Linked DNA regions of Mus musculus: regions 1, 3, 4 and 5 are each linked to region 2. The links are chromatin contacts, called in public promoter capture Hi-C maps. All regions are on one chromosome and are shown on one strand. Each heading gives the region's core, a stretch centred on a gene start, on an enhancer-like site or on the middle of the called end of the contact. The rest is flanking DNA. Distances are from core to core; before and after follow the strand shown.

What was found. Promoter capture Hi-C pulls out the DNA fragments that hold promoters and counts their contacts. Capture Hi-C pulls out chosen DNA fragments and counts their contacts.
Region 1: a promoter capture Hi-C map of pre-B cells shows a contact between it and region 2, with 2.1 times the contacts expected there. The contact joins the promoter of Zfp672 here to the promoter of Alkbh5 in region 2. A contact is called at or near these places in 2 of 39 promoter capture datasets (liver and pre-B cells).
Region 3: a contact with region 2 is called in a promoter capture Hi-C map of adipose tissue, with 3 times the contacts expected there. The contact joins the promoter of Lrrc75a here to the promoter of Alkbh5 in region 2. A contact is called at or near these places in 2 of 39 promoter capture datasets (the C10 cell line and liver) and 1 of 9 other capture datasets (adipose tissue).
Region 4: a contact with region 2 is called in a promoter capture Hi-C map of pre-B cells, with 2.6 times the contacts expected there. The contact joins the promoter of Zfp692 here to the promoter of Alkbh5 in region 2. A contact is called at or near these places in 4 of 39 promoter capture datasets (the C10 cell line, hippocampal neurons, liver and 1 more).
Region 5: a promoter capture Hi-C map of pre-B cells shows a contact between it and region 2, with 2.3 times the contacts expected there. The contact joins the promoter of Larp1 here to the promoter of Alkbh5 in region 2.

Annotation. Positions count from the first base shown.
Region 1 is chr11:58,319,547-58,325,520 of GRCm38.p6, reverse strand. Zfp672 (zinc finger protein 672) reads left to right here and starts at 2,156. Exons shown (of 4, transcript NM_001256516.1): 1 at 2,156-2,251; 2 at 2,792-2,952; 3 at 5,931-5,974.
Region 2 is chr11:60,535,799-60,541,225 of GRCm38.p6, reverse strand. Alkbh5 (alkB homolog 5, RNA demethylase) reads right to left here and starts at 3,543. Exons shown (of 4, transcript NM_172943.4): 1 at 2,031-3,543. The coding sequence starts at 2,803.
Region 3 is chr11:62,644,491-62,650,397 of GRCm38.p6, reverse strand. Lrrc75a (leucine rich repeat containing 75A) reads left to right here and starts at 1,875. Exons shown (of 4, transcript NM_198861.1): 1 at 1,875-2,253. The coding sequence starts at 2,008. Mmgt2 (membrane magnesium transporter 2) reads right to left here and starts at 1,734. Exons shown (of 2, transcript NM_175002.2): 1 at 1,542-1,734.
Region 4 is chr11:58,303,139-58,309,339 of GRCm38.p6, reverse strand. It overlaps Zfp692 (zinc finger protein 692), which reads right to left and starts at 2,271. Exons shown (of 12, transcript NM_182996.3): 1 at 2,084-2,271; 2 at 1,579-1,828; 3 at 1,336-1,367; 4 at 282-545. The coding sequence starts at 1,754.
Region 5 is chr11:58,005,233-58,011,309 of GRCm38.p6, reverse strand. Larp1 (La ribonucleoprotein domain family, member 1) reads right to left here and starts at 2,246. Exons shown (of 19, transcript NM_028451.1): 1 at 1,763-2,246. The coding sequence starts at 2,117.

The sequences.
Region 1 (5,974 bases), core at 907-3,406, 2.2 Mb after region 2:
GTGAAGATCGGAGGACAACTCTTAGAGGATTTTCTGCTGGTACCTTGTGAGAGCTGGGAATCAAACTCAGGCTGTGAGGTCTGTACACAAGAGCCTCTCCCCACTAAGATATCTTTACAGTCCTGAGGCTGTGTTTGTTTGTTTTGGTTTTTTCCGAGACAGGGTTTCTCTGTATAGCCCTGGCTGTCCTGGAACTCACTCTGTAGACCAGGCTGGCCTCGAACTCAGAGATCCACCTGCCTCTGCCTCCCAAGTGTTGGGATTAAAGGTGTGCGCCACCACTGCCCGGCTGAGGCTAGGTTTTCTTTTGAGGCTAGAAGCCATGATAGGATAAAAATAATAGACAAGGAGTTATATTTACTTTTATGATGAAAATTGACAGGAAAATAGAAAGCAAGGTTTGGATCCTTCCATATCTCATCTGCGTGTGCAACATGGAGGGCCTAAAACCCAGCAGGCAATGTGTGGATTTGGATTGAGGTGTGGAAATGCCTTCAATCATCAGATAATGCCTATCTTAATTGCAGAGCATGATGGTCACACCTTTAGTCCTGACACGGGGAGGCAGAGGCAAGTGGATCTCTGAATTTGAAGTGAACATACTAAATTCCAGGCCAGCCAGGGCTACATAGTGAGACCCTCTCTCAAAACAAAGCCTACCTGCTCTGCAAATGACAGGTTAGCAGCTCAGTAATCGCTGTCTTTTACTCATGACCAGAACCATCTGTAACATCTGGCCATGCCAGTTTCACTGTCTGCACCTAGAAGATAACACCCTGGAAACCACCATAAAGCTGAACCTATGTGTATATACAAATATATTTGTGTGACATTTCAGTCTGTTGTCATCTAAAAAGTAAACAACTGTGAAGTTGTTACAAAATAAGTCACTCAGAAGGGAAGGGGGATGGGAGGAGGATCTTCGTGCAAAGGGTACTGGGAGGAGGGGGCTGATATTGTGATGTAAATTTTTAAAAGGTAACTTGAAGATACTATCAGTTCCCAGTATGTATTATAAAGTCAAATGATTAAATATATTTATATATCTTACAAAATTAAGTCATACACAAACTTTTTTTTAATGTTACTCTTTTATTTCAATAATGGTCTTGACAGGTAGTTTCATGTCTGTTGCTTTAGTAAAACACCCTGACAGAGCAACTAAATGAAGCAAGACTATTTTAGCTTCCAACTCTAGGTGATAGTCCATTACTATAGAGGAGTCTCAGCAGCAGTACAGGTGCTTGCTCCACATCCCATAGTCATGAACAAAGAGCTAATGGGTGCTTGACGCTTGCTCTCTGTCGCCTCCCAACACTCAGAACAGTGCAGAACCTAATCCATGACATGGTACCTCCCACATTCGGAGTGGGCCTTCCACCTCACTTAACCCAATCATGAAAATGTTAACCATGGGTCAACTCAACCCATATAATTCTCGTTGAGACTGTATTCTCAGGTGTTTTGATATCCTTTCAAATAGACAAAACTAACCAACACGGACTCAGGGTCTATGCTGGCTGAATTCCTGCTCCCACTGCGTCCAGCGAGTCTGCGTCCCACCGATCTGTTTCGTGTGGTACTTGTAAATAAACTCTGGGTCTCGGCTCGTCCAGCAATCTGTCAATTGAGCTACATCCCCAGCAGGTTTACGGTTTTGAGTTGGGCGTTCTATGCTGCAAGCGCTGGTTAGAAGCCCTTGCTCTGAAAGGTTGGGAGCCGTCTCCATTCACACCGGAAGGCATCTGGTCAGCAGAACAGGACTACCGCCGTCCCTGGCAATGCTGGACAGGTCATTAATCTATGGGGAAGATTAATCAAGACAGTGAGCATCTGGTCTGGCCTCGCAGTTTAGAAATACATTAACATGGCGACGGATGGGTGCTACTGGTCTCCCTCGAGTGGTCTATACGGCCCTGACTCAGCTCAAGGTGGCACTGGGCTCACAGCCCTTTGCTCTCAGTAGCAGAAGGGCCCACGCGTGGACACCCGAACGGAGAGACAGGTTAGCTAAACCTGCCCTGTGACACTGTGGGCACACCATGTCAACTCCGCCCTCTGCCAGGGCAGGTCAATAGTGCGCTTGCGCGGGCTAGATGCCCCAGTAACCCTGCGGACAGAGTGGGCCAATCAGCGTGCTGTCTCCTGGCCCCGCCCTGCACTGCGCCCGCCCCTTCCTCCGCGCCCTGAGGCCAGCGCTGTCCGCAACGCTTTGAGGTGAACGCGGCTCGGAGCGGCCCTCCGAAGACTGGTGAGAGGGCTGAGGGCCTCAAGGCAGGGCGGGCGGGGCCGCGGCCCTCGGCCGCTGCCGTCTCCTCTCAATACCGGGTCGAGGGACCTGGACCGGAGGGCGGCGGGCCAACGCGCCTGCGCAGGTTGCTCCAGGCCGGCGGTGCTGTCCAGCCTCACACCGGGGAAGTTGCCCGCCTGACGGAGCGGGCCAAGGGGCGATGACAGCCTGTGGCCGGTAGTGACAGCTTCAGGAGACCCGAGGAAGCGTGTGTCTTGCCTCAGCGCCCCGCAGGCTCGCGTCACTGGGGCGCCGGCGCCCGCCTGTGGTTAAGGCAGGCCGGGGTGTGCGTGCCATCGCGGTGGGAAAGGATTCCTGGGGCGGAGCGAAAAAGCCAGAAAGACCTGGCAGGCTGTAGTGTGCTAGAAGTCGGCCAGTAAGTTATGCCCCTGCCTCAGTCAGGCTCTGCCTAAGTAAGAGCGGTCCTGCAGAGTAAATCGCAAGTACCGCACAACTTCAGTTCTCAGGTTTATGACTGCTTTGACCTTTCTCTCTTCATAGAAACTGTTATGGTTTCCTGTATTGAGTTATCCCAGGCTGCAGGTACAGGCAACTTAAGTCCTCAAGGTCACACAATTAGTCATGGAAGAACTAGGAATTGGATGCTTGCCTTTCTGGATCCTCTAAGCAGGTTTGTCAACATAAAACGAAGCTCCCCAAAGGTAATGTGAGATGTATGCAGGCTACAGCAGAATTGGGGGGAAATTGCTATAAGTTTTAGATGCTATGTAATTATAGTCTTAGCTTTCAGGTTAGTGGAGGTTAGTGGTTTAAGTTAATGTCTTCCAAAAGCTTTACCTGATGGTACAAAAGTCTGTTAAAGAGATGAGAGGTAAATGACTGTTAAGGTGATTAAAAATAAAGATATCCAAAATAAATGTATCACCCCTACCAGACTTCCCGCCTCTGCCTCGGATGCTTGCACTACTGTGCCGGGGTGCTGTGAGATGAGACTGGGTACACAGGAAGGTGATCTTTGGGAGAGCCTTTAGGGTGTTGTGCTTTGTTTTTATAAACAAAATCTTAAGGAACAAATTCCTGTATCATGTTATTAGCCTCCATAATTCAGGTAGCAAGATTGAGGACAACTTGAAGCTACATGATACCTCATCCCCAAAGAAAGTATGACCTACAGTACAGGTAGCAGATGAGAAAACTCTGCCAACAAAAGAGGTGGGAGGCCTGGTTTGGGTTTAAGATTTATCTATGTATATGTGTTTGGGCATGTGTCTGAGTGCACTCAACCATGGAGGTCAGAAGAAAGCAACAGGTCCCCTGGAGCTTCAGTCACAGGCACTTGTGAGCCACCCTACATTGATGCTGAGAATCAGCCAAAGTTTGGTCCTTTGCAAGAACAGCAAGCTCTCTTAAAATCACAGAGACATCTTACCAGCCCATGCTATAGGTGTTAGATGCTATCTAGTGAGCAACTTAGCTGCTGAGTGAGTAGAAGATAATAGTCTCCTAAATGACTATAGTCTTAAGGATCTTAGGTCAGATGCGGAGGTGGGTGGTAAATGGCTATTACAAGGACTAGAGATGACACAGGATGAATTAGGCTCTCCATTTGCAGCAGTCCAAGTCTCCATAGCCAAGCAAGTTCTAATCACTCTGCAGAGTCTTCAGCATATGTGTGGCTTTCCACAGGTTCTTATCCCAACTCAGTTATCCAGGGCAAAGTATATATATAATGTATATGGTTGGATGGATCCATAGAGAACAGATTTGAAAGAGCTAACACAGCCACTCGCCACAAAGCAGCATTTTAGTCTGTTTATTTATTGGTGATCCCTTAAGATTCAATCACCTGGCAATGTCATAACTGAGTTTATGTAAGTAATTTCTGTGATAGTCACAATGACAAGTCCACATTGTCAGGATTTCATTCCATTGTTAATTGGCACATGGTTACACATCATTCCCTACAGTGTAGAGTATGTTATGTCCAACTCATTGAAAGGCCCAGAAAGATTGTAGTCTATTCTCCCATGTTCTTTCTACTCCAAGATTTCTAGCCATTCTGTACTTCAGTCTTTCCCAGAGGGATAGAGGATACGCTCTTGCTATCTGTATTTTCTTGTACCTACACTCTAATTTCTAGCCTTCACAGATTTTACAATCTTTTTAAAATGAAAACTTTCTATTTGTATTTGGATCATGATCAGACTTGGTTCTTGAGGTGGAGGCAGTTATCTCTCCTACTCCTGTCACCTTCTTCAATATGTCACAGTGGTCATAAGTCTTTCTACTCACATACTATCTAGAAAGGAATGGGTAATTGAACTCTACCTAATTTCTGGGATCACAGAACCTCAGGGACAACAGCATCTCTTAGCTTCCTAGAGTTAGGAAGAATTCAACAGAAAAGTCACTTTCCCTGGAGAGCCACACTCCATATTCCTACCTCAAGTTCCTGTCCCCTCACTTAAGTTCCATTTCCTGGGCAAGGGACCTAAGATTAATGTAGCATACACAAGCTGAATCTTCAGAACCTGAGGAATATGCGAGTCCAGCCACCATTCTTGTCACCAGACACACCTGCATGCTTTCAATACAACCAGACAAGTTCTTAAGGGACCCTCAGGTTACATGGAGGATGGGGAAGGTAAAGGATAGCCACCACCTCAAAGTACTGTTGGATGAAAGGGTACACCCAAATATGTAGTCATGTATTGATGCTCATGACAGTAGCGATGATGGCTTTACTCAGATTAGCAGTGAGACGAGGTGTTGCAGTCACAGCCCAAATTCCAACAAGGTCCCCTAGATGGGCATTACAGGGACCTGTTTTCTAGAAGAGTGACTCATTTCCTTTGGAAGGGATGGTCAGGAAACTGAGCCTTGGGAAATTGTGGGGACAACCCTCCAAGCTTAGTGAAGTTCTAATGGACAGATGGATTTAGCAACTTTGTTCAACAACAGCCCCCTTGGGGACTATGAGGTAGACTAATGTTCCTCTAAGTTTTTTCAGAACTTGAAATGTGTGATTGTTCCAGTAGAAATAAAATGTTAACCATATTTATAATTTGTGTGTGTGTGAGAGAGAGAGAGAGAGAGAGAGAGTGATTGAACCCAGGGCCTTATGCATACTAGAAAACAATCTAGGTTATCCCTACCCCTAAACATTGTTGATGAAATAATTTGCTTATCATTTTCATGCTGAAACTTTTAAATAAATGCATTTGAGCATCACAACACTTCCAAATGCTTAGTTGCTACACGCAGCTTTTAGTAAGCACAGCTCTGGACCATTAAGATCCGTTTCATTCCTACTAGGTAAACGAGTTGTACTTAACTCTGGCTTCAAGATGGATATCCTCTATGACTCCTGACTTGATCTTCTCATCCTACCCAAGAAATATTGGTATGGCAGAACAAACACCCAGAGAGAAGCTGACTGGATTTGCCCAGTTGACTAAATAATAATAAATGTACTAAATTGTGATGAATTTTGATACTGACTTGCAGTTGTAATAAAGTATGCTTGAAAGCTAAAAATAGTAAAGTATTCAACAGTCAGGACCTGTTGCTCATCCCAAACTAAAACATAGTGGTTATATAACACTTCAAGACGCACTCTCAAAGTGATGATATTTAGGATAATTTCTATGTGTTCTAAGCATTATAATTTTTTTTCCAGGTTTCTACCCCAGGCATGGACCTATTTGCTCATATAATAGGGTG
Region 2 (5,427 bases), core at 2,294-4,793:
CTAATAGACTTCAAAAATTGGCACCATCTCTACTATTATACAGCTAAGAAAACCAGCTGTGAAAACATACCTACAAATCGCAAAGGCTAGCCATGATGGCTCATCCCTGCAATCCTTGCACACTAGAAGTAGAGACAGTATTAGTGTTGAGTTGGAGGCCAGCCTACGCTATAGGGCAAGACTGTCTCAAGATAAATAAATAAGTACCCAAAGCAAGTGAGAGCTGTACTCAAAGCCTGGGGCAGCACTTTTCAGAATGTGGCTGGGCCTCCTACACTAACTCTGGAGCCAAGTCTGAATCCAGGAAGGGTTGGAAAGGACTGGGAAAGCTTTAGGACTTTACTACTGCAAAGAGAAGACAATTTTCCTGATGATGCAATCTTGTTAATCACTAACAGACCTTCACAATAAGAATCTGAAAGTTCTGCTTTTAAATCTGGTGTGACCATGTTGGGGGAGTCTCAGTGTCTTAAGAATCCCCCACTAAGCAGCCAATCACTGCCAAACCTCTAGATAACCTAAAAGGTCTATGACCACGAGGAAAAATAACCCAATAAATGACCAAATGGTCTCCACATAAAATCCTTTCAGCACCAAGAAACTTCAACAACCCCGTCCCCATAATCTTCCTTAAACAGCAAGCTCCCTAGAAATACCTTCTTTTGGTAGAGTGGGTAGATCTTTTGAGACTTACAGCACTCTTCCTGCTCCAGCTTCACGAGTTTGAGCATACACACAGGCATGCACTAACTACCAGCTGGAAATCCCTTCTAAAAACGTTTTGTCAAGACAACCATCTGGAAGCACCACGCACATCTGAGACACTCAGAACAGTTGCAATCTAGGCCTCACGATGAGAATTAGTAAAAGTCCCTTAACCAGGCTTACCTTTTTTAGGGCTGAATGGAGACATCCTCCAAATAAAATTTCACTTCATATAAACACTAGCAGTGTTCCAACAGATGATTTACTCTGCTGGGCAGGGCACTGAGCTAATTCTTAGCAGGATCTGGGGCCCCAACTGGCCAAGAGCCTAAGATGTGGTCACCAAATCACAAGGCCAAACACCAGGTCAGCAAACCAGCTGTATTTTGTTTTACTGGATCCCCATAACTGCTATGGCATTTCTACAAAGTGTCCTACAGAGGCCTAAAACTAAGCAAGAATTTTAAGAGCATGCTGCACTTATTTCTGGCCAAACCATTACAATGTTCAATACCAAAAAATCATTCTTCCTGAGAATGGAGAAATCTATATCAAAAATCCCCCAAAAGTCAAGGACTCTGCATTTTCTGTTAAGGAATCCATTACATTTTGTTAAACAACAACAAAAAAAAAAAAACAGAACAGAGAAAACTTTTAGATAAACTTAACAAAACAGGGAAAACTTTAGTTAAGCACAGGTTTTTAAGATATGGAAATGAGGTCCAAAACCGAAAGTGATTTGCTTTAAACCAAAAGGAAAACATGAAGCCTTGTGTTCATTCTCTAGGCACCACCAAAAAAAAAAAAAAAAAAAAAAAAAAACAACAACAACAACAACAACAACAACAACAACAAAAAAAACTGGCCAGTGCACATCTGTAATCTCAGCACCTGGGAGGCCAAGACAGGAGAATCAGACATTCAAGATCATCCTCCTTTGTGTAGAAGGTTGAAGGCTAGCCTGGGCGACCTGAGACCCTCACCCCATCCCCACCCCCAAAACGATAAAACAAAATGCAAGACAAGGAGACCACATTCATAGAACTCGAACTCCTATGCTAGTCTTCAGAAAGATGCTTTCAGATGAATTCTCAGATAAGCTACTATGGCCACTTCAAACCTGCCTGCAGGTACACAATTCCACATTAGTCTTATCCTGCTATGAGTTTCAGACACAAGCTTCCTATGGTTTGCACGCAAAAAGAAAAAAGGCGAGTCAGAACCATAATAAGAACCGGCTCCCGCCAGCTGTGGCTTCCCCGGAACCGGGTGGACACTTTTAGGCGGCAGGGTGCAGGGCCAGCCCCTCCTCCCAGGTGTGTTACCTGAGCACAGTCACGCTCCCCCTGCGCACCGGCAGAGAAAGCACAGGTTCCGACACCCGGATGGGCTTGAACTGGAACTTGCAGCCGAAGCAAAGTGCCGAGTCGCTGAAGAAAGACACGGACACGATGGGGCGCTCGAAGATGTGGATGGGGTCAACGTGGGACACGATGCAGCCGCCGGGCTGGTAGTCGTTGATGACCGCGCTGTTGACGAAGCCCTCGGGGATGACGCGGTGCTCCACCAGCTTCTGGATCACCAGCTGATGCACCCAGTCCGGGATCTCGTCGACGTCGCCCGGCGGGTAGAGGCGCTCCTGGCCCGGCCCGCGCTTCTGCAGCTGGGCCCCGTACGTGTAGCCCTCGCCGAAGAAGTACTTGTTGCGCAGGGGGGCCCGGTCCACCGTGTGCTCGTTGTACAGGCCCTTCTCGGCGCGGGACACCACCTCATCGATGCGGGCCTCGATCTTGGAGCACTCATCCTGACTGAAGAGCCGGATCTGCCGGATGCCGCTCTTCACCTTGCGCGCCTCTTCCTCCTTCTGCAACTGATGCTCCTCGTAGTCGCTGCGCTCGGGGTCCGAGTCCTCCTGGTATTTCCGCTTGGTGGTCCCGGACGCCGGGTAAGGCTCAGCGGCGGCCGCGGCAGCGGCAGCGGCAGCCACGGCGGCGGCCGCAGCGGCGGCGGCCTCCCGACTGCCCGCCTTGTAGTTGTCCCGGGACGTCATGGACTTGAGCTTCTCCCGCAGGTCGGTGTAGCCGCTGGCGGCCGCCATGGCCCCCGCCAACTCAACTCTAGGGTCCTCCGCGGCGGTCCGGCATGGCTCTCAGGGGACCCGAAAGGGACCCGAAAGGGAAGCGAGGGTCCTCAGTGCCAGGCCCCCATGCGTGGCTCAAGGGACCAAAGGGGTAGGCGTAGAGGGGCCGGGAAGGGGTCGAACCTCAGCCGCGGTCGGTCATGCAGCACCAGCTACAGCGGGGCTTCCTCCTCCTCCACCTTCTCCGCGTCCTGAGGGAAAAAGGCGCCGGCAGCGCCTCATGCCGCGGAGGGCTTCGGCCAAGACTCCGCCAGACTCCCGGTCGGACCCTCAGACGCCCGGCCCGGCCCGCACTTTAAAGCTCTCCTCACGACGTCACCGCCAGCCCGCCCGACCTCCGACAGCGCCGCTCCTTAGCGGGCTTCTCGACGCGCGTGCGCACTGCCGGCGGCCACGAGACTCCACGTACTTTGAGCATGCGCGTGCGTGCCGCCCAGTCGGCGGAGAGGCCGGCGCATGCGCAGACGAGGCCCGCTCGTCGGCCGCCGCCCCTCCCCCCACCCGCGGAAAGCTTCGAGAACAGCTCCCGAAAACAACAATTTGCCTGCACGCCAAGCCGCCTCCGGGGCCGAGGGACTCCACCCGCCGGAGTGTGCTCGCGGTGTCCACTGGACAGCGCTGCCGCGTCACGGCATCGTGCGGATGCCCGCAGACGCCTCAGCTTCCAGCGCACAAATCCTCGGGAATCGCCACAACCCAGTCCGCCCCGTGACCGCCCCCTTTGGAGCTTCCACTTTCTTAATTGGACTGCCGGCCACGCGTTGGGCAAACACGGACTGGAGTTTCCAGAGTCGGTTGGTAAATCATGCTTGTCAATCAACTAGTCTCCTTGGCTACTGCGTCCATCACTTAATTAGCTTCGGGCAGAAGCTCGAGGACCCCTGAAGAGTGAATGGGTGGCTAAGTAAGTGCCTGAATGGAGTTCTCGGCGACGAAAAGCCCTCAGGACTCCGGTGAAGCTTCGGAAACAGTGGAAAGTTAAAATTACGGGCAGGAGAGCATCAGGCCCAAACTGTGGAGCAAGCCAGGACAACAAAAGCTGGAGGCGCGCGGTCCGGGCACCCACACCCCATTCCCGCCGCCATCGCTTCCCGAAGCGGACGTTCCACAAGTCACGTCCCGGGACTGCCCACGGGTCGCGCAGCCGCGGGCACGCGCACGGGCACGTCACGTTCCTACTGGGGTTGGGCGTTGTTATAGGGGGCGACAAAAAGGCTTTCCTGTCTGAAGGGCGCAGATTTACCACGGATCGGTCCAAATTGGAAATATTCTTCAGACAGAAAATAAATAAATTGCACAGTGGGATGGTAAATGCGTCTCAGCACTCTGGAGACTGGTTGGAGGATAGCTCACAAATTGGATGCCAACCTAGGCTACACAGCGAGCCTCTGTCTCAAAACAACTACAACAAACCCAAACAATAAAAAATCCTGAAGCGGAGGAGAAAGCCTGAACAAAGGTTTAGCCGTGCTGGAGGTCCCTGGGCACTCCAGCAAATAGGAATAGCAAAGAGGTTCTGCTCTGAACCTCCCCAAGATGAATTCCAGCTTCCTTTTCTGGTTCCCAGTCCCTTTTCCAGTCTTTGATACTCCGTCAGATTTTCATATATCGCCGCCCCTCCTGGCTGTCCATGCTGTCTGTCATCTGTAATGCCTGTCCATCTACAGTGTCTGTCACACAGCTCACCCCTTGTCTTCCAGGCATCCCAGAGTCTGGTGTGTAAAACCAGGAACCAGTACTTACCTCGAACGGTGGTTGTGAGGATGGAATGACGCAGCAGAAGGATTGCTGATACAGCATCCAGACCTCAGTCTTCTAATCTGAAAACTGAGGGTGGCAGCAGTCTCTGTTGGAAAGTGGGGACTGTGTGGTAACTTGGAAAAGTTTGTGGAGTGGAAAGCCAAGAAATTAGGGAATCCAGGCCACCCTCTCTCCCAAACAGCAGGCAGACAAAAGGGAAATGGGTCTGGGGATTCCCGGGGCAGCCCCTTGGGCCCAGGTGACAGAGAGAGGGTGGAAGGGCAGCTGCAGGTAGAAGATGGACTGAAGGGCAAAGCCAGCTGAACTGGACTTGAGCCCGGTCTGTACTGTGTGAACACCTGGTGGGTCTCTTACCTGAGCAGTTTGCCTGGGCAGATTGAAGCTTTTCAGGAGCCCAGCTCTCTAAGCCTCTGATCTGCCTTTCATGGCGGGAGCTCTTTACCACTGCACCCAGATGCACCTAATAGCTAAGGTCCCCAGCTCTGCTCACCCAGGCAAAAATGACCCTCTTTGGGTACGGTGCACACCTTTAAACCCAGCACTAAGTTTTGTGTGTGTGTGTGTATGTACCTCAGGAGTTCAGGGCCAGCCAGGGCTACATAGACTGCCTCAGAAAAAGATTTTTTTTTTTTTAAGCGACTATCCCATAGGTTGAACTCTCCAATCCCAGGGTGTTTTCTCCTTGACTGTGCTTTTTAGTCAAGCCCAGATCCTGTGGGGAAAAAGCCAGGCTGCCTGGGTTGAACTTCACAAGGCCACTTGCACAAGTCCAATACTGTCCGCACTCCAGCAGCAATTTCATAATTATACCAGCCTCACTG
Region 3 (5,907 bases), core at 626-3,125, 2.1 Mb before region 2:
CCCATCCATCAACACCCACCCCAGCTGCTTCGCTATAAACTCAAAACCAAGCTGGGTCTCTCTCCCCTAGTGCCAAACCCTACTGAGGATGGTCCTGAATGAATAACAAGTGTCATTACATTTTTTTTTTCCAAAAAGTATTCACCGGTCTAAGAGACAGCTCAGTGGGTAAAAATGCTTGCCTTGCAAGCAGGACTGAGTTTGGTATCCATGACTCATTTTTAAAAAGAATTAAGCTCTAAATTAATTTAAAGATTTTAATTTATAATTTTTTTTAATTTTTAAAGAAAAATTGTCACACGCCCCTATAACCCCAGCACTCAGGAGTCAGAGTCAGGTAAATCTGTAAACTCGAGGCCAGCCTAGTCTATGTAAAAGGTTCCAGATTAGCCAGGGATACATAATGTGATCTACCTTAAAAAAAAAAAAAAAAAAAGGACTGGTGAGCTGGCTCAGTGGGGAGGAGCATTGACTGCTCTTCTGAAGGTCCTGAGTTCAAATCCCGGCAACCACATGGTGGCTCACAACCATCCGTAATGAGATCTGATGCCCTCTTTTGGTGTGTCTGAAGACAGCTACAGTGTACTTACATATAATAAATAAATCTTTAAAAAAGAAAAGAAAAAGTCGTGTGGTCGTACTCACCTAACAATCCTAAATTAGTAAGGTGGAAAATAGGTGGATTTGTGGAGTTCATTGGCCAGGCAAACTAGCCTGCTTGGGGAGTTCCACGCCAGGGAGAAACTTTGTTAAACAAAAAAGCACCAGGGTAAACAGACACAGAAATACACACACACAGTCTTCACCTTCCAACTCTTGACATAAATGTTACTGTGTTACTATCCTAACCTTCCAGAAGGAGCCAGGGATCTGGAAGCCCAAGGCTTTTCTGATACGTATCAGCAGCAGGTGGTGGACTCCAGCCCTCTGGCCTAGAGCAATACTAGCGACCTTAAGAAAGAAAAAATAAATAAATAAATACAAATAAAACTGCTGCCCCTCCTACAGCTAAGAACAGGGCACATGGGCCTCCAAAATACCTTATCCAAGCACCATGGGTTCCCAGGGGGTTGGTAGAAGAAACCCGAGAAGAAGGCAACAAGGAATGTCTAACCAGAAGCCACATTTCCGCTTTGAAGTAGTAGCAGGAAGACTTAAAGGTCTCCTCTCAGCAGTGTCGGAGGGAGAAAAGAATGCAGAGTTCACAAAACTAGAGTATCCAGATCTGTGTCCGTGCACCAACTACCATCACCTACCTGAAAGCCACTGGGGCTCCAAGAAACGAGCATCGGAACCACCCAAGATGCTAGCTAAATGCACATTTCCAGGCCCGGAGAAGAGGCTTGCTCAGTGGGCATTGAGCCAGGCCTGAGATACTACGCTTTAAACCAGCACCTCGGACAATCTGAGATACTGATTCTCTGCAGAGCCCACTCTTGAGAATCTAGACTCTGCGGCGAACAGGACCTCCAAGTTCCGAAGTTTCTCTCCCTCGCTCGGCGCCCCGACCTCCTCCCACCACCGTAATCCCTGGGCCTCACCTAGGCGCGCAGTCAGGAAAGCATCGGGGAACTCACTGACCTTTGCCAGGAAGCCGCGGGCCCCAAGAGGCGCAGCACAGTGTCCGGCAGGGGGCGCTGCACCAGGGACAAAGCAGGGCGGGGGCGCCGGGCACCCCTAGCCCAGAGCCGCGCGGCGGGAAGGAGCGGGCGCCGGAGAGGGAGGGAGACACGCGGCGGCGCGGGGGCGGGGCGGCCGGCGGGGCGGGGCGGGGCCGACGGGCTGGCGGCGAGCGCCGGGACGGGCTGGCGGCGAGCGCCGGGAGAGCGCGCCGGGGCAGCGAGGAGGGAGGAGCGAGGGGAGTGCGGGCCGCAGCCGCCCCCGCCCCCGCCCCGCGCCCGCGCCTCCCGCGCGCAACAGTTCCCCCAAAGTTGCGGCCGGGGAGGCGCGAAGCCGGCGGGGGACGCGGCCTTAGCCCGGCGCGCGCAGCCCCAGGCGGGCGGCGGCATGGGCACTCGGCAGACCAAGGGCAGCCTGGCGGAGAGAGCCAGCCCCGGCGCGGCGCCCGGCCCCCGCCGCGAACGACCCGACTTCTGGGCGTCGCTGCTGCTGCGCGCCGGGGACAAGGCGGGGCGCGCGGGCAGTGGGCTACCCCCCTATCACCGGCGCGTCGGCATGGTCCAGGAGCTGCTGCGGATGGTGCGCCAGGGCCGGCGGGAGGAGGCGGGGACGCTGCTGCAGCACCTGCGCCAGGTGAGCGCGGGGAGGGGGCATGGGGGGCGCGGCGGCTCCCGGAGCGCCCCGCCCCTACGAGGGGGGTGACAGGAGAGCGCCGGGAGGCACCGCCCAGGGTCCCCGTTTCGCGGGGATGGAGCGGTGTGTCAGCAGGTGCCTCTGTGTTTCCTGCTGAATTTGGGGCCTCAGGCTAGGGTGAGGAAGGCTGACCTGTCCAGGTAGGTAAAGGGGACCTGTTGGACCATTGTCCCTGCTCCTCTCCTCCACAAGTCCCCAGGGATAGTTGATGAGAGAGGATACAGAGAGGAATGCCTGGTCTGGGCCAGAGTTTTCTTCCTCTCTGCTCACAACCTATCACCCTCTTGCAAGGGTCCCCAGGGAATGCGCAGTTATCTGTTTAAGCCAGCTTCTGAGGTATGTCCCTAGGACCAGTAAGATTTCAGCCCCTAGATCGTTTGCAACCAATATTGTGTCTTGTGGTTTCATCTCCCCTAACTTTGGCTGGTCCTTGCAGTGAGACCCCGGCAGAAGTCTTGGTCAGAATGAAGCTAGGCTTGGTTTCTTGGCCAGCAGGAACTGTACTGTACTCTCTCAGCCTGGTCCTGATTCACTGACTAAGGGGCATACTACACATCTGACCAATAGTCCCCTTCAATAGTCCCCTCTATTGAAGGGCTGGTGCCTCACCCACCTCTCGTTTTTTTGTTTTCCTTTCTCATTTTCTTCCGGGGAAAGTGGTAGCCTGTACTATAGGGTCTTGCTGAGTGGCAGAGGCAGGAGGGTGCATAGGTGCTCGGTGGAACAGTGATCAGATCGGTTTGGTCTGGCTTTGTGTCACGGACTCGCACAGACGTTATATTTTTGTGCAGACCTTATATTCTTGGAGGACCCCTGTAGATAAACAGTGTGCTGAAAATGGGGGAGGGGAAACCTCAGCTGACCTTTGTGAGGTTTTCCCATTACTGATAGAAGAAGCTGTAGGGACAACTTCCTGGGAGGAGCTTCCAGGATCTAATTGGATCCACATCTCCCTGGATTCTGAACCATGGCTTCCCTCACACCCTATAATGTTTCTCTGGAGTTTGTTCCTAAGGTGTGTGCACTGCAAAAGAAAGAGAAGTAGAGACTTGAGGACTTGGGGAGGTGTAAGCCTTCCACCTTTGCCTCTAGTTTTCCTGACAACAGCCACAGTGATTCTCTAGAGGCTGCTGTACCCTCAGATACCTTCTCTGGGTTGAATCATCAAAGAAAGATAGCATTTTACACCATGTAACTTTAGTGGTGTGTATTTCTCTGTCTTTTGAAAATCAAAAGCCAACCTTGTATGGCCTCCATGGTAATTCTGTCACTTTCACATGCAAAAATGGATTTTCCAGACCGTCATTAGCTGTCTGTGCAATAGGCAGTAAGAGGGTTGTACCAATCACATGCAGCTTCCCCAGCCCTGAAGAACACCAAAGCAAGGAAGAAACTGACAAGCCCTTATTGAGGGGTAGGGGAGAAAATTAAGGCAACATTGGCAAGCACCAGTTAGGAGCCCACTGGAGGGAGCCGAGGGTCTCAGGGAGGAGGCTGATGTTAGGGGTATCCAGTAAAATTACACATCGCATTGTGGGACCTGGCCCTCTCCCTTTAGGGTCTTCCGCTTGTGTGTCTTTGGCTCTCTCTCTGGCACCTCTCCAACCACAGGCCCCGGAGGGCTAAAGGGAAGAGGCAGGGTTAATCAGACTTCCCCCTTTTCTGGGGCTCCCTGGCCCTGTGCCTGATGATGAGGGCTGTGGACCTGGAGAGCTGCCCTGCGTTGCCTGTAATGTGGGGATCAGAGAGCCCTTCCAGGAAACGGTCATTGACCTTAGGCGTGTGGCAGTGGGGCTCAGGGATGTCCCAGTGTCTGTGACAAATGAAAAGGGTGTTTTCTAGGACCCTGAAACCAAGCAGCGGAATGTCTAGCCAGATTTGTGCTGCAGTCTGAGTGGCTCTCCCCCAAGATACTATTTCCATCTTAGTTTCCTCCTGGCAGGAACCCGGGCAGTTTGGCCACCCCCACTCGCATAGTACTTTCTCCTGTATTTGATAACATTTGGCACTAAGTGTTTGGATTTGGGTTCTTTTGAAGCAAGGTCTTCTGTGTCCCAGACTGGCCTCTAACTCACTGTGAAGCCAATGATGACCTTGAACTTCTGATCCCCCCCCCTCCCCCCAGCCTCCACATCCCAAAGTGTTGGAATTACAAGCATGGGCCACCACACCCAGCTTATTTGGTCCTGGAGATCAAGCTCTGGGGCCTTGTGCATGCCAGGCAAACATTCTTTCAACTGAGCTACTCCCCAGCTGTTGACACTGGATTTCTATGTGTTCAGAGCGTGTCCAGGGTTAGAGAAAGCATCAATCCATAACTCCTATGGTCCTGAAGGGATTGAGGCCTTGATCTTTCTGAGTCTCTAAAGGAGCCTCATCTTCTCCTCAGGCAAAGGCACCTGATCTCCCCAGAGCTTGTGAGTGCTACCTATAGAGCCCAAGTGTAGAGTCAATGCTCTTCTCTCCTGCCTCCGTTTCTCTTGCTTTGTGTTTTGCATATAGAAATGGTTCAGAACCATGTGCGGCAGTCCGTGCTAAGCCAATGTATCATGGCTGCTGTTGCCACTTGTAAGATTCAGGGAGTGTCCTTTTGCTTGGAGACTTCTCCCGCTTATCACTTGTGGAAAGGCCTCACACACAGTTCAGAGGGTGCAGGCAGGATGCCAGGCAGTTGCCTTGAGGGATCACAGAGCCATCCTCTTCCCTTTAGGAACAATGTAAACTGAGAAAGGCCTGGCACCAAGAACCGAGCCTGGGTGGCTTGCCTTTGGTCCTCAGTCTGCTGTGACCTTGGGCCCAGTGGTAACCTCTCTGAATTGTGTTTCCTCCTTTCTTGAAGCGGCATCCTGGGTATTGAGCAGAACAAATGCTATCAAGTGTGTGTGAAATTTTGTTGGCACTGTCAATCAAGATGTGTTCTCATGGCAACCAGGAGGATCTGGCCTACTTTGGGTGTAGCTGGGTTAGGGACAAGAACATGTGGCCTTTCTCTTCAGGCCTAAACCAAGGAGTTCCTGGTTCGGAAGCAGTCTGGTACAGATGCTCATAAGCATAAAAGAACTCATCCCCTGGTTCTTTCCCTGTCATACCCTCCCCTAGGCCTTCCACTTCCCCATGCATCTTGGGTTTGAGGGCTCAGACTTGCTGTTTTAGGAGTCCTGGGGAAGGGATGGTCTAACAAAATAGGGGGGCTGTGTGGGAGATGCATCGCCACTGCCTCACTCCAGAGGTCTTTCTTCAGTCCCTGGAACTTCAGACTGTGTTGTCCTGCTTCATGGAATAGCAGAATGAGAAACAGGCTTGCTCCCCGCCAAGGTGACCCATCTCTGAGTTCACCAATACCCCTGCCATGTTAGTCAGCCATTCCCATGACAGAACATGTGAGGAAACCAACTTGTGAGCAAGGCTCTGTTTGGGCTCACAGCTTCCGAGGTTTCAGGTAGTGGTCATTTGGGCCTGTGGTGGGGCAGAACATTGGGGCAGGGAGTGTGTGGTTGTGGAAGTTGCATACCTCATAGTGTCTGGGAAGCAGAGAGGAAGGAGCCAGGCAGGGACCCGAGACCTCTTAAGATTTCCACTACCCAAGAGCACCAC
Region 4 (6,201 bases), core at 1,022-3,521, 2.2 Mb after region 2:
GACAGTTTCTTCCCAAAGGCATCCTGGTTTGCTTGGTAGTGCTTTTTACAAATGAATTCTCTTTCAAACCTTATCTCCAGTTTCTGTCCATCCATCACTCCACACTTTTGCTTCCCATACCTAGCAATGCATGTGAGGATATATTTCCTTGCTATCATAAAGAGATCATTACTCCAGCTCTTGGAAGGTGGAGGGAGAGCCAGGCTACGTGGCTACACGAGACCCTAATGATAGTTAACACATTCAGAGAAGACTGAAAAGTGTTTTCCTTCCTCACTCACCTTGGGCTTCCTGCTTCCTCCTGGCCTCTGAACACCAGGCTCTCTCTGTGGTGTGTGTGAGAGGGGCCTGCTTAGGTACATCTGAAGGTGCAGGAATCAAAGAGGGTTCCCAGGAGAACGTGTGGCCCGCAGAGCACTCCCATACAAGCTCTCCTTCACCACCTCCAGGCCCCCGGAGCCCGGGCACTAGGCCGCATTCCCGGCTGTGTGTGTGAGACAGGAGCACCAGGTACTGCAGACCCTTCCGAGGCCCAGGCTCTGGAGCTGGAGGTAAGATGAAGCAGTCATGCAAGGACCAAGAAAACCACTCAGGCCATCCTAACCCTCTAAACCCACTGGCAACCTCAGGACATATACGACATCGGTTTATTTGTTTTTTTCTAATCTTTTTTAAAGATTTATTTATTTTATGTATGTAAGTACACTGTAGCTATCTTCAGACACACCAGAAGAGAGCATCAGATCCCATTACAGATGGTTGTGAGCCACCATGTGGTTGCTGGAAACTGAACTCAGGACCTCTGGAAGAACAGTCAACGTTCTTAACTGCTGAGCCATCTCTCCATGCCCAGACATTGGGTTTTTTCTTTTTTTAAGCATTCTTTTAAAAATATTTTATTTGTCATTAGCTTTGTATATCTGTGGGTGTGTGCACATGAGTGCAGGTGCTCCTGGAGGCCAGGGATGTTGGATCTCCCTGCAGCTAGAGTTCCACACAGTGAGCCTCCTGCCATGAGCACTAGGAAGGAAAGGAATTTGGGTTCCTCTGCAAGAGCAGCACACCACCCAGCCATTGCTTCAGCCCCTGAAGAGTTTGAAGGGATCTTGTTTTTGTTTTCAACCTAGATGCACAGTTGTTTGTTGTTTTGGTTTGGTTTAGAGCCGGGACAAACACACCCAAAGGTCCCAAGGCAAAGCTCCTTTCCCACAGGCATGGCAGCAGGCTTATTTTGGGCTTGTCCTCTTCCCGAACCCAGTAGGAGCTTCTGATCCATTTCTCTTGAGACATTCAGTCTCTAGGAGGCGCCACTACCTGTTAACGTCTTTTACCTACCTGCACAGAGGACACAGCCTGAAGAAGTGTACCTGCCAGAGAGGAGCTTGGTGTCAGCTCAGAGCCAACCACCCTCAAGTCTCCGCACTCACACACTTACAGGGCCAACCCTACAGACCTCCCATTCGCTGGGGCTAGGAGGGGAGGAGCAGGCCCACCCTGCCCAAACGAGAAACCCAAGGCTGTAGGAACCGGCTTGGGGCTGTGTCTCGGTGCCCTCCTTGGTCCCTCCCGGCCCCTAACCGGTCCAACAGGAACTTGGCGAGCTGCGAGTGCAGGGAGAAGCCCAGCCGCTCCTTGAGGAGGCACCACTGTTCCATGTGGCCGCCCAGGCGGATGCGGCACTTGCTGCGGCGCGCGTCCAGCTGCCTGCGCTTCTCCCGCCGGCGGCGGGATGCGTCTGCCACCGGAGAGGCCATAGACGTGCGGGCCTACGGGAGGAACGTGCTGTCGTCGTCGGGGCTTTCGGGACAGACACAGCCCCTCGCTCCGTCTGCAATGAATGGGGAGACCATAGTGCCTCCGCAGCGCTCGCGCCTCTCGGATCCAGCCACCCCTTCTTAGAGCCAGGGAGGACACTTGGAACACGGGGGTCGCAGGCAGGGGGAAAAGACTGGAAACTTGCTCTCCTTGTCTGGAGGCGGCCAGGTCTGCGTGCAGCCGCGCCTTGGCCTTCTCCCTGCCTCCCATGCAGGGGAAGCCCACCCAGCAATGCTAGGACACCGGGCCAACCCTCGTGGGGTCTTACCTGCACGCCCCAACCCGCCTTTGCCCAAACTGCGCCTGCGCTCCCCGGACCCGCGTGCTCACTCCGAAAGCCACAGAAGGACCGGGGCCCACCGCGCGCGCCGCCGCTGTTTCTCTTTTAAGAAGAAACCGTCCCCCCTCGGCGTCAGGAGGCTACGGCCTGGACTTGCAGCGGGAAGACAGCTGTCTGCGCCTGCGCCCCGGGAGCCCCGTGCAAAGCCTGCCGGGAATTGTAGTTAGCCTTAGTCCTGAACGACTGTCTGGGATTCTGTCGTCATTGCTCCTTCTATTAGCATCTCTGCCTATCAGTTGCCACCAAGCAAACGCGAGCTGCAGCATCCGCCAGCTGAAGCCAACTAGAGTCCTTTCTGAACCGCGAGACCACCCTCCAGCTGCAACCTATAACCTGCCACCATCCACACGAGAAGTTGCCTACACTTTGTACAGACTCTGATTTCACATCGTCTACAAATGGCTCTGATGGAGTTATTTCTATCAAGAGACTGCAACGGCACTTGTCAACGGCACAAGTTTTTTATTTTCTGTTTTGCTTGAAACAAGGTCTCATGTAATTCAGGCTGGTGTCCAAACTCACCATGTAGCCAAGATAGCCTTGACTCCTGCCTCCACTTTTGAAGTACTGAGATTAAAGGCCTGCACCTCTCTATGTTGCTAAATGAAGTGACCAATTCTGTTGCCTCTCTGCCCCAGAATGGAGAAGAGTTTAGCTCTCTCCTCTTGCCACACATTCATCTCACTTTCTTCTCAACTTCACTGTCAGACTAGACTTTGTCTGCTCCTGGTTTTCTCCCGCTTGGCTGGATCCTCTTCTCTCTTAGATCCTTCTGTTACCAAAAGATGGAATGGACTAGGCTCAGGTCCCTGGCAAGCCTCTCTTTTAGGTATGCTCTTGGGGGGGGGGGGGTGATGTAATTAGATCACCCATTGATTGATGTTTCTGGCTACCCTTTTGGGATTCCAGACTCCTTTGACTGCCCAGTTGACTCTCCATGGTTAAATGGCTTAATATACTTCATGTTTATAAAGAATTTACAAGTGCCTGGCACAAGGGAGTCCACAATGAACAGCCTTAGGGCTCAAACCTCACTCCAAGTCACTTGCACTACTGACTGTTTTCTGTAGCAAATCACTACAAACTTGACAACTCAAAACAGCAGAAATTTACTCGCTTACAGTTTTGGAGGTCTGCACCAAAGTGCTGAACAGGGCTACAGGTCAAGCAAGAGCTCTAAGAGAGTTTTCTCCTTGCCTTTTTTATCTTCCAGTGGTGACCAGCGTTCTGGGACTTCTGGCCATATCACATAAGCTTCTGACTCCACACAGCCTTGCTCTAGTGCAACCCTTCCTCTTCTTTCAAACACAGTCCACTTGGGTAATCCAGAGGACCTCCCATTTCAACACCTCAAACAGTTATAACTGCAAAGTGTTGGCTACAAAAAAAAAGCAACTTTCACATATTCTAGTAGTTAGAACACGGATGTTTGGTGAAACTATGTTTCAGCATGCAGTATGATCATCATAGACTGTTGAGGCATCTCATCAGAGAAAGATGCTTGCTGAGCAAGTCTGGGGCCTCAGTTTAATCCCTAGAACCCAGCATTAGGGTGGAAGGGGGAGAATGGCCTCTAAAGTTGTCCTCTGGTCTCCACAGACACGAGGCATGGCACTGATGCTCACACACGATATGTACGCACAAAATAATTTTTATTTTTAAAGATGATCACCACATGTGGTGGCACACACTTTAATCCCAGCACCTAAGAAGCAAAGGTAGAGCCGGGCAATGGTGGCGCACGCCTTTAATCCCAGCACTCGGGAGGCAGAGGCAGGTGGATCTCCTAGTTCGAGGCCAGCCTGGTCTACAGAGTGAGTTCCAGGACAGCCAGGGCTACACAGAGAAACCCTGTCTCAAAAAAACCAAAAACCAAAAAAAAAAAAAAAAAAAAGCAGCAGCAGCAAAGGTAAATGGGTCTATCTCTATGAGCTCCACGCCAGCCTGATCTGCATATCAAGTTTGCCAGGGCTACGAGAAAGAGAGAAATGAGAATTAAAGTAAAATTAAACTTTAAAAAAACTTATCTTCATGAAAAAAAAATGGGTTTACAGTTAAGAGTGTGTCTTAGTCAGGGTTTCTATTCCTGCACAAACATGACCAAGAAGCAGTTGGGGAGGAAAGGGTTTATTCAGCTTACACTTCCACATTACTGTTCATCATCAAGTTCGTCAGGACTGGAACTCAAGCAGGTCAGAAAGCAGGAGCTGATGCAGAACCATGGAGGGATGTTCTTTACTGGTTTGCTTCCCCTGGCTTGCTCAGCTTGCTTTCTTGTAGAACCCAAGACTACCAGCCCAGAGATGGTCCCACCCACAAGAGGCCTTTCCCCTTTGATCACTAATTGAGAAAATGCCTTACAGTTGGATCTCATGGAGGCATTTCCTCAACTGAAGCTCCTTTTACTGTGATAACTCCAGGTGTGTCAAGTTGACACAAAACTAGCCAGTACAGAGTGCTTACTGCTCTTGTGGACAACCAGAGTTGGTTGCCAGACCTCATACCAGACAGATCACAGCCACCTTTAACTCCAGCTCTAGGGGATCCAACACCTTTTTCTGGACTCTGTACTGCACTACTGCACTTGTACCCACAAACTCCCACACAGACACACCATATATATATATATATATATATAATATAATGTATAAAAATATATTTTTATATAAAATATATATAATATATTTAATATATAAAATATATAAATGCATATATATTATATAAAATATATAAAAATATTTTTTTAATTAAGAATTTTGTTCACTGCACCCAGGCATGTTCACCAGATACAGTGGTACACACCTTTAATCCCAGCACTCAGGTAGAAGCAGGAAGATCTCTGTGAGTTCAAGGCCAGCCTCATCTACAAAGTGAATTCCAGAACATCCAGGGCTATGTAAAGAAATCTGTCTCCAAAAAAAAAAAAAAAGAAAAGGAAAAAGAAAGAAAGAAAGAAAAGAAACGACAGACAGACAGACAAGAAAAGGGAAGAAATGAAAAGAAAAATAAAAAATAATTTATTCTCTGTCAGGGGAAAAAAAAAACTTCAAATAAGAAGCCATATGTCAAGCATCACAGTTTATTACACTGGGGACCTGAACACACCCGCATTGATAAGCAATCTCTTTACACCATGTATTTATTCATTCGTTCGTTTGTTCATTCATTCATTCATTCATTTTGGCTACATGGGCTACTTTTAAAAATCTCTTCAAACTCTCCTCTGAGTGGTTTTAACATCCTACAAATCCATCATTAACCAACTCTTAGTTAACCTCCTCTGGACCCTTTGACTAGGCCTGAACCTTGGCCCCCACCTGTCTCGGCTTAGCCATCCCCCCTGGATTAGTCCGTGGAGAACTCCATCAGTTAACCCCCGCACTGAGAGATGGGCTTTTGTCGAATAACAAGTTCATCATCCCTCGCCTTGGAGGTCTAAGTCTTTGATTTGGTTTTTGAAGAATTCTGTGGGATGTTTAATGCCCTTGACATCGGCTCTTAAGAACTTTCCACCCACCCTGGCCACCGTTTCCTTGGTTACAACCCCCAGCTGTTTTTCTGTCTTTGCTAGATCTAAACAATCTGTATTTCTCTGCTTCCGCAATAGTCTAAATAGAATAAATAATAAATAATAATATATAATAAATAAATAATATATAATAAATAATAAATAGTCTAAATAGAATAGCTTTCCTCACCATTTGAACAAGGGCAGGATATTTTCCTTAGATTCATTCATTTATTTGAAATTATATATTTATATGTATATGTATATATCCAGAGATAGGCCCATGATATATATCATGATTGGATGGGTCATGTGTTATTGTTTTGCTTTTTTATTTTGTTTTTGAGACGAGTTCTCGTGTTTCCAGAACTCACTGTACAGCTAAGGATAACATTGATCCAATCCCAGCGCCTGCACCTCGTGCCTGTATACATCAGCAACTCTGACTCCTCTACCTTTCATAACTTTGTGCTTTGTTTTGTTTTGTTCGGTTTTTTGTTTGTTTGGTGGGTTTTTTTTTCTTCGCCAGTTGCACATC
Region 5 (6,077 bases), core at 997-3,496, 2.5 Mb after region 2:
AAAGAAGGCTAAAAATAGGCATTTGCAGCAAGCTTTGGAAAGCTTAGCTTGCTTATGAGACACTCATTTCTGTACACTCCCAAAAACACATGCATCACAGAACATAAAAATCCCAAGACCACACAACCACTCCACTGGTGGCACATTCATTTAAAGATGTCCTGGCTGAAGATAAAATCAGAGCTGAAAAGGGACCTACCGATCCCTTTGGCTGAGGCAATAAGGCCACCACCACCTAGCCTTGCCAGACAGACAACCCAATCACAGAATTCACTTTAAAAAGCACCAAGGTCTTAACAAGCTTAAATTCAGAAGCTATTGGATTAGTTCTGGTAAGTCTGTCAAAAAACTACTCCAAAGATTCTATCAAAACCAACTGGTAAGATTACAAAAGAAACAAAACAAACAAACCAAAACAAAAAACAACCAAAAAACCCCACTGGAACAGAACAGATATAGTATACCTAAAATGTGTGCTTTGGTCACTTAAATTGAGTTTGGCTTTATCCTGAGGAAAAGTTGAGATGCCAGCCAAACTGTCTTCTTCCCACGATCAATAGCTCCAATGACGCAAGCTATCAAGGGCCCATGGCTTTACACAAAATGCCAGCTCAGGCACCCAATCCTGCCTGATTGTCACAGCTGATTTAAAACCCACAAGGCAGGTTCACCAGTAGCTAAGTGCGGCGAACTGAGCGAACAGCCTCATTTAAACTTCTGAGGAGCGCGGCTCGAGAGGATGATTATACCTCTGAATTTAAAGAGGGGCAGGACCAAAGAGCGTCTTAAAGTTGATTCCTCCACTCTGTGGGTGGAAAACGAGGATATGAAAGAAAATGGAGGTTTCAGTACTGCCCCTTGCATAAGAGGATTCGGGAAGGGAAGGAGAAGAAGAGGGAAACTCTGGTACTACAACACCCCCAACCCCATGTGCCCTCTTCCTTATGAAGCAACCCTAAGAGAAATCGAAAGGGCAACCAACGTGCTGGTTTCCCCCAGGGCTAGGCCTACACTTTCCAGCACTCTGGAACCTGAAAGCGGCTAGCTCCGACTTCCTCGGTGCCCAGCTTAGGTTAGGCAACCACACCTAAGCTCCATAGCAAGTTTTTGGTTTTGGTTTTTTTTTTTTTTTTCATTTTTTAAAGTTAAAAGTACCAGGACTCCGACGATCAAACTCAAGGGCCATGCTCACTATCAAACACCCAGGAGTACCCAAGCGGAGGCTGTGCCCGAGTGGTGCGCCACTAGATGCCCACGCCGATCGCGCCCGGCTAGGATTCCCGAGCCACCTCCCACCCGGACTCAGCGGGGGAGGGGAGCCCCGCGCGCAGCTCCGGCCGGCGAGCGCTGCGAACAGTCCTGGCACGGCGCATGGCGCCCAACTGTCACCCGCCCGCCCCGCACCGGCGCGGCCACTCCCTCGCCGCCACACACGCCCCTCGCGTCGCCGCGGGCCGCAACCGGCTCCCGGGCACGCAGGGGCCCGCGCTCCCCACGCTTCACCCGGCTCCCCGAAGCGCAAAGTTGCAAAGTTCAAAGCCAGGCCCAGCTCGGAGCCATGACACATGTTCTCTGAACACGCACTCTCGAGGCGCCGAGACGCATAGGGAGCACAGGGCACACGAGCGGCCCCGCCCGGCCCAGTCCGCCAAGCTAGGCCCGAGGCATGCCGTTGCCACCAACCGCTGCGGCCCCGGTAGCCCCGCTCCGAGGGAAACGCCCGCGTCACTGCGCGGGCCAGTGCCGCGCCGCGCAGACCCACCTGGAGGCGGCTGTCCGTTCACCGCGGCCGGCGGCGGCGCGTGCTTCGTCCACGGGTTCACCTTGGGCGGCGGTGCCTCCACGAAGTCACGCCGGCCGCCGTCCTCGCCGTCGCTCCCCGCTGGGGCTTCCGCAGCTGCGGGTGGCCGCGGGCTCTCGCGCTCCGCGCCGTCGCGGCCAGGCCTGGCGCAGGCGGGCCGCGGCCTGCGGACGCCGCCGTCGGGCTCTCCGCCGCCGTCACCCGGGCCCGACTCGGCCTGGGCGTCGGGCGCCGGCTTCTTCCTCGCCAGGCCGTGCTCCTCGGCCTGCAGCAGCGGGGCGCCCGCCGGCAGCAGCGGCTCCACTTGAGTGGCCATCTGCGCGGAGGGGCCGGGCGCGCCGCGGGCCCCGCTCGAGGCCGCTGGCGGGGCGCCGGAGCCCGGGCCGCGCGGACGCGGAGCGGCGCGGACGGGCTGACGCTGAGTGGCGCGCCGGGCAGAAGGCTCCGGCGCGCCTAGCCGGCCTGGCGGACCTCGGTCCGCCGCCTGCGTCCCCCCGCCCCCGGCCCGGGGCGGCTCGGGGGGCTGCAGTGGTGCGGACGGCCAGGGGGGGAGCGGCGCGGAGAGCCGAGCCAGACCACGCGATCCGCGGCGGGCGGCGGGCGGGCGCGCGCCTCGCGACGCGGCGCGCGAGGGGCGGGGACGGCGCGGCGACGGGCGCGCGCGCGCAGGGCGGAAGGTCCCGCCCCGGCCCCGCCCCCTGGAGACCATTCCTGTGGCGCGGCAAGTGGACGGGGGCGAGCACGTGCCTGATGCAACTTCGGAGGGCGGGGGTGGGGGAGGAGCCTTAAAGGGCCAGCGCCCCAGAACGGTCGCAGGTGGAGCACATGGGACCTGGCCACGCGGCCGGCCCGGCCTGCTAACGCTGGTGACAAGTGTTTCTCGGGGCTCCGCGTTGGGGTCTTTTACTATGTCAGCCCAGACTTGGCTAGTGATGCAGAGGGGTTCTTTGGCCGCCCCCTGTGCGTGGCTTCTGGCCCCACTCCGATGACCTTGGCCCAGCTGCAGCCTGGCCAGAGCACTGGTAATGGGTCCAAGGGAGTTCTTTCCCCACAGGGGCAGCGAGCGCCTCGGAAAGAGAACAGAATTCCCAGTAGTACCCACGCTATGCAGGCCCTCGAAACCCAGTGTTTTATAGGCAGGAAATGGCTTTTCTTTCAAGTCGCTTGTGTTTTTTCTATAGAATTGTTTAGGGTAGAGTTGAACTGACACTTAATTGAGGGACTCAGAAAGCTCTGAGATTTGTATCTTAACCCTGACCCCATTGCAGTTAGTTAGGGGTTATCAGCAGTAGTCAGGTCCACTTCCTGGGTCTCGATTTCTCTATTGTAAAATGAAGGAACCATTTATGCCAGGTGGTTTCAAATTTCTCTGTCATTTGGTTCAATAAATGTTTACTGACTTTATGCTCTGGGGGCCTGCAAAGTTCTTAGAAAGGTCTGCCAATAAACCAGGCTAACAAGCACCTGTCCTCCCGGAATTTACACTGTAAGGTGGGGGAAGGCACAGTAAACAGGAGAAACAAATACTTCATTACAGCGCAGTAGTCACTGTGCTGTAATGAAGTAGACAAGATTGGCTTTTTGTTTGTTTTGGGTTGTTTTTTCCGTTTGGTTTGTTTGGGTATTTTTTTGTTTTTCAAGCAGAGTTTTTGGTTGGTTGGTTGGTTGATTGGTTGGTTGGTTGGTTGGTTTGGTTTGGTTTGGTTTCTGTCTAGTTCTGGGCTCTGATTATCCTAGAACTCTCTCTTTCTGTAGACCAGGCAACCAGGCTTACTTCGGACACACAGAGACCCACCTGTCTCTGCCTCCCTAGTGCTGGGATTAGAGGGTTACAACATCATGAATTTAACTGAGATTGGCTTCTTTAATTGCTGAGAGAAGGTTTCCTTGAACTCAGATCCCAAAATACTGGAAATAAGAGACGTGTCAGGAACTGACTGGATCTAGAAATCTGAGAACCGAACAGCCTGGAAGGTTGGCGAACTCTCCAAAAGAAGGATTAGAAAACAGGTGGTCTCCTGGGTGGGGGGCATGGCTTCCTGAAAAGACTCTTAGAGACCAGACACTGGTATTGTGGACACCGGGAATACTGGGGAAAGTGTTCATAGCAATCTGGTGTTCAATTCCATCTCCAGTCTTTGCCTGCAAGCCTGGGACAGCTCTCTAGCCTTCCCTGATAGCCCCTCTCTTAGAGGAAAATTAATGCCTAAGTAGTCAATGAGAGCCAAAGTGCCCCCATTATAAGGCACAACACACTAAAGCCAGCGCTTGCTCGGAGAAGCACGGAGGAATATACGGTTTGAAGGAGATAGAGAATTTAAGCAGTATTTTTGTTATTGTTGTTGTTTTCTGAAACAGGGTTTCTCTGGGGAGCCTTTGCTGTCCTGAAACTCCTCACTCTGGCCTGGAACTCACAGAGATCTGCCTGCTTCTGCCTCAAGAGTGCTGGGGTTAAAGGCAGATCCCCTCCCCCAGCTTAAAACTGTGGCATGTCTACCCTTTAATCAAAGAGCACAGCAATGCACGTTGCCACCAGGGTTCACTTTTAGTTATTGGTAAATACTTTGTTTTTTTCTTTTATATCTCTCTCTCTCTCTTTCCTTGAGACAGGGTTTCTTTGTGTAGCCTTGCCTGTTCTAGAACTCACTCTGTAGACTCAGACTCACAGAGATCCGACTGCCTCTGCCTCCCAAGTACTGGGATTAAAGTCATGTGCCACTTACTAATTGGATATAGAGAGGAGATATACCCTCACACAACTTTCGGGCATAGCAGGGCTTTGTGTAATGTCGAACTAGCTGGCTCATCTACCCAGCTCACAGTGCCGGTGCCAACAAAAGTGGTCAGGCCCTGCTGTGTGGGAACTGGGGCTCAGAGATGGCTACTCTGAGTCCTGTCCCGGGGCCAGAGAGAGGCATTGGATATCAGGAGGGGGAACTCAGAACTTAGAACCTTTTAGGACTGTCCTCAACTAGAAATACTCAACCCTGGGAAGGTAAACTGAATAATGATTTCATCTCCTTCTTTTGAAGATGAGGACACTGAAGTTCAGAGAAATAAAAGTTCCTCATCCAAGGTCACAAAGCCAATCCATGGCAGAACCAAATCCAATAGCTTTTCCTAGATTCAAATAATGGAGGTCTGGAAAGCCGGTGGTGGTGGCCACCCTTCATCCCAGCATTCTGGAGGCAGAGACAAGGGACTCTCTAAGATCAGGCCAACCTGATCTATAGAGCGAGTTCCAGGACAGTCAGGGCTACAAGGAGAAACCCTGTCTTGAAATAAGCATCATCATCATCATTATAATCTTCATCATTATCATCGGGCTAGAGAGAGGGTTCACTGGTTAAGACCGCTGGCTGCTCTTTCAAAGGACCTAAGTTTGGTTCCCAGCACCCACAAGATGGCTCACAACCTTCTATAACCACAGTCCCAATGAATCTGGCATCCTCCTTGGGCACCAGGCACACATATGGTGCACAACCATACTAGAAGGCAAAGTACTCAGACACAAAATAAAATAGAACCTTAAAAAAAAATGATAACAGGGCTGGAGAGATGGCTCAGAGGTTCAGAGTACTGTCTGTTCTTTCAGAGGTCCTGAGTTCAATTCCCAGCAACCACATAGTGGCTCAAAACGATCTGTAATGAGACCTGGTGCTCTCTTTGGCATGCAGGTATACATGCAGGCAGAATGCTGTGTATATATATATATATATATATATATATATATAAATCTTTTTTAAAAATGATAACGAAGCCGGGTGTGGTGGCGCACGCCTTTAATCCCAGCACTCGGGAGGCAGAGGCAGGCGGATTTCTGAGTTCGAGGCCAGCAGCCTGGTCTACAAAGTGAGTTCCAGGAAAGCCAGGGCTACACAGAGAAACCCTGTCTCGAAAAAAAAAAAAAAAAAAATGACGAAGGGCAAGACAGGTGTGGTAGCACATGCCTGTAATGCTGAGGCAGGAGAATTGGAGAGACTCTGAGGCTAGCCTGGGCTACAGAGTAAGTACCAGGTCAGCTGGAACTAAATAGCAAGACATTGTCTCAGAATAAAAATTAGAATACAGAAGGCTAGTACTGTAACCAGGCTTCCTCTGTAGCACTCCCAACAAGGAAGGCTGGGGAAAGGAGCTGGGTTGTAAGACAGGAGCTGGAGCTGGAATCTTAATTCAGACCTCCCCTCCCCCAGTGCCAAAGACTGAATGTAGGTCTCTTCTTGCATGCTAAGCACCTTCTGTACCAGGATACCAGTGAGTAATTCAGGCTAATGGT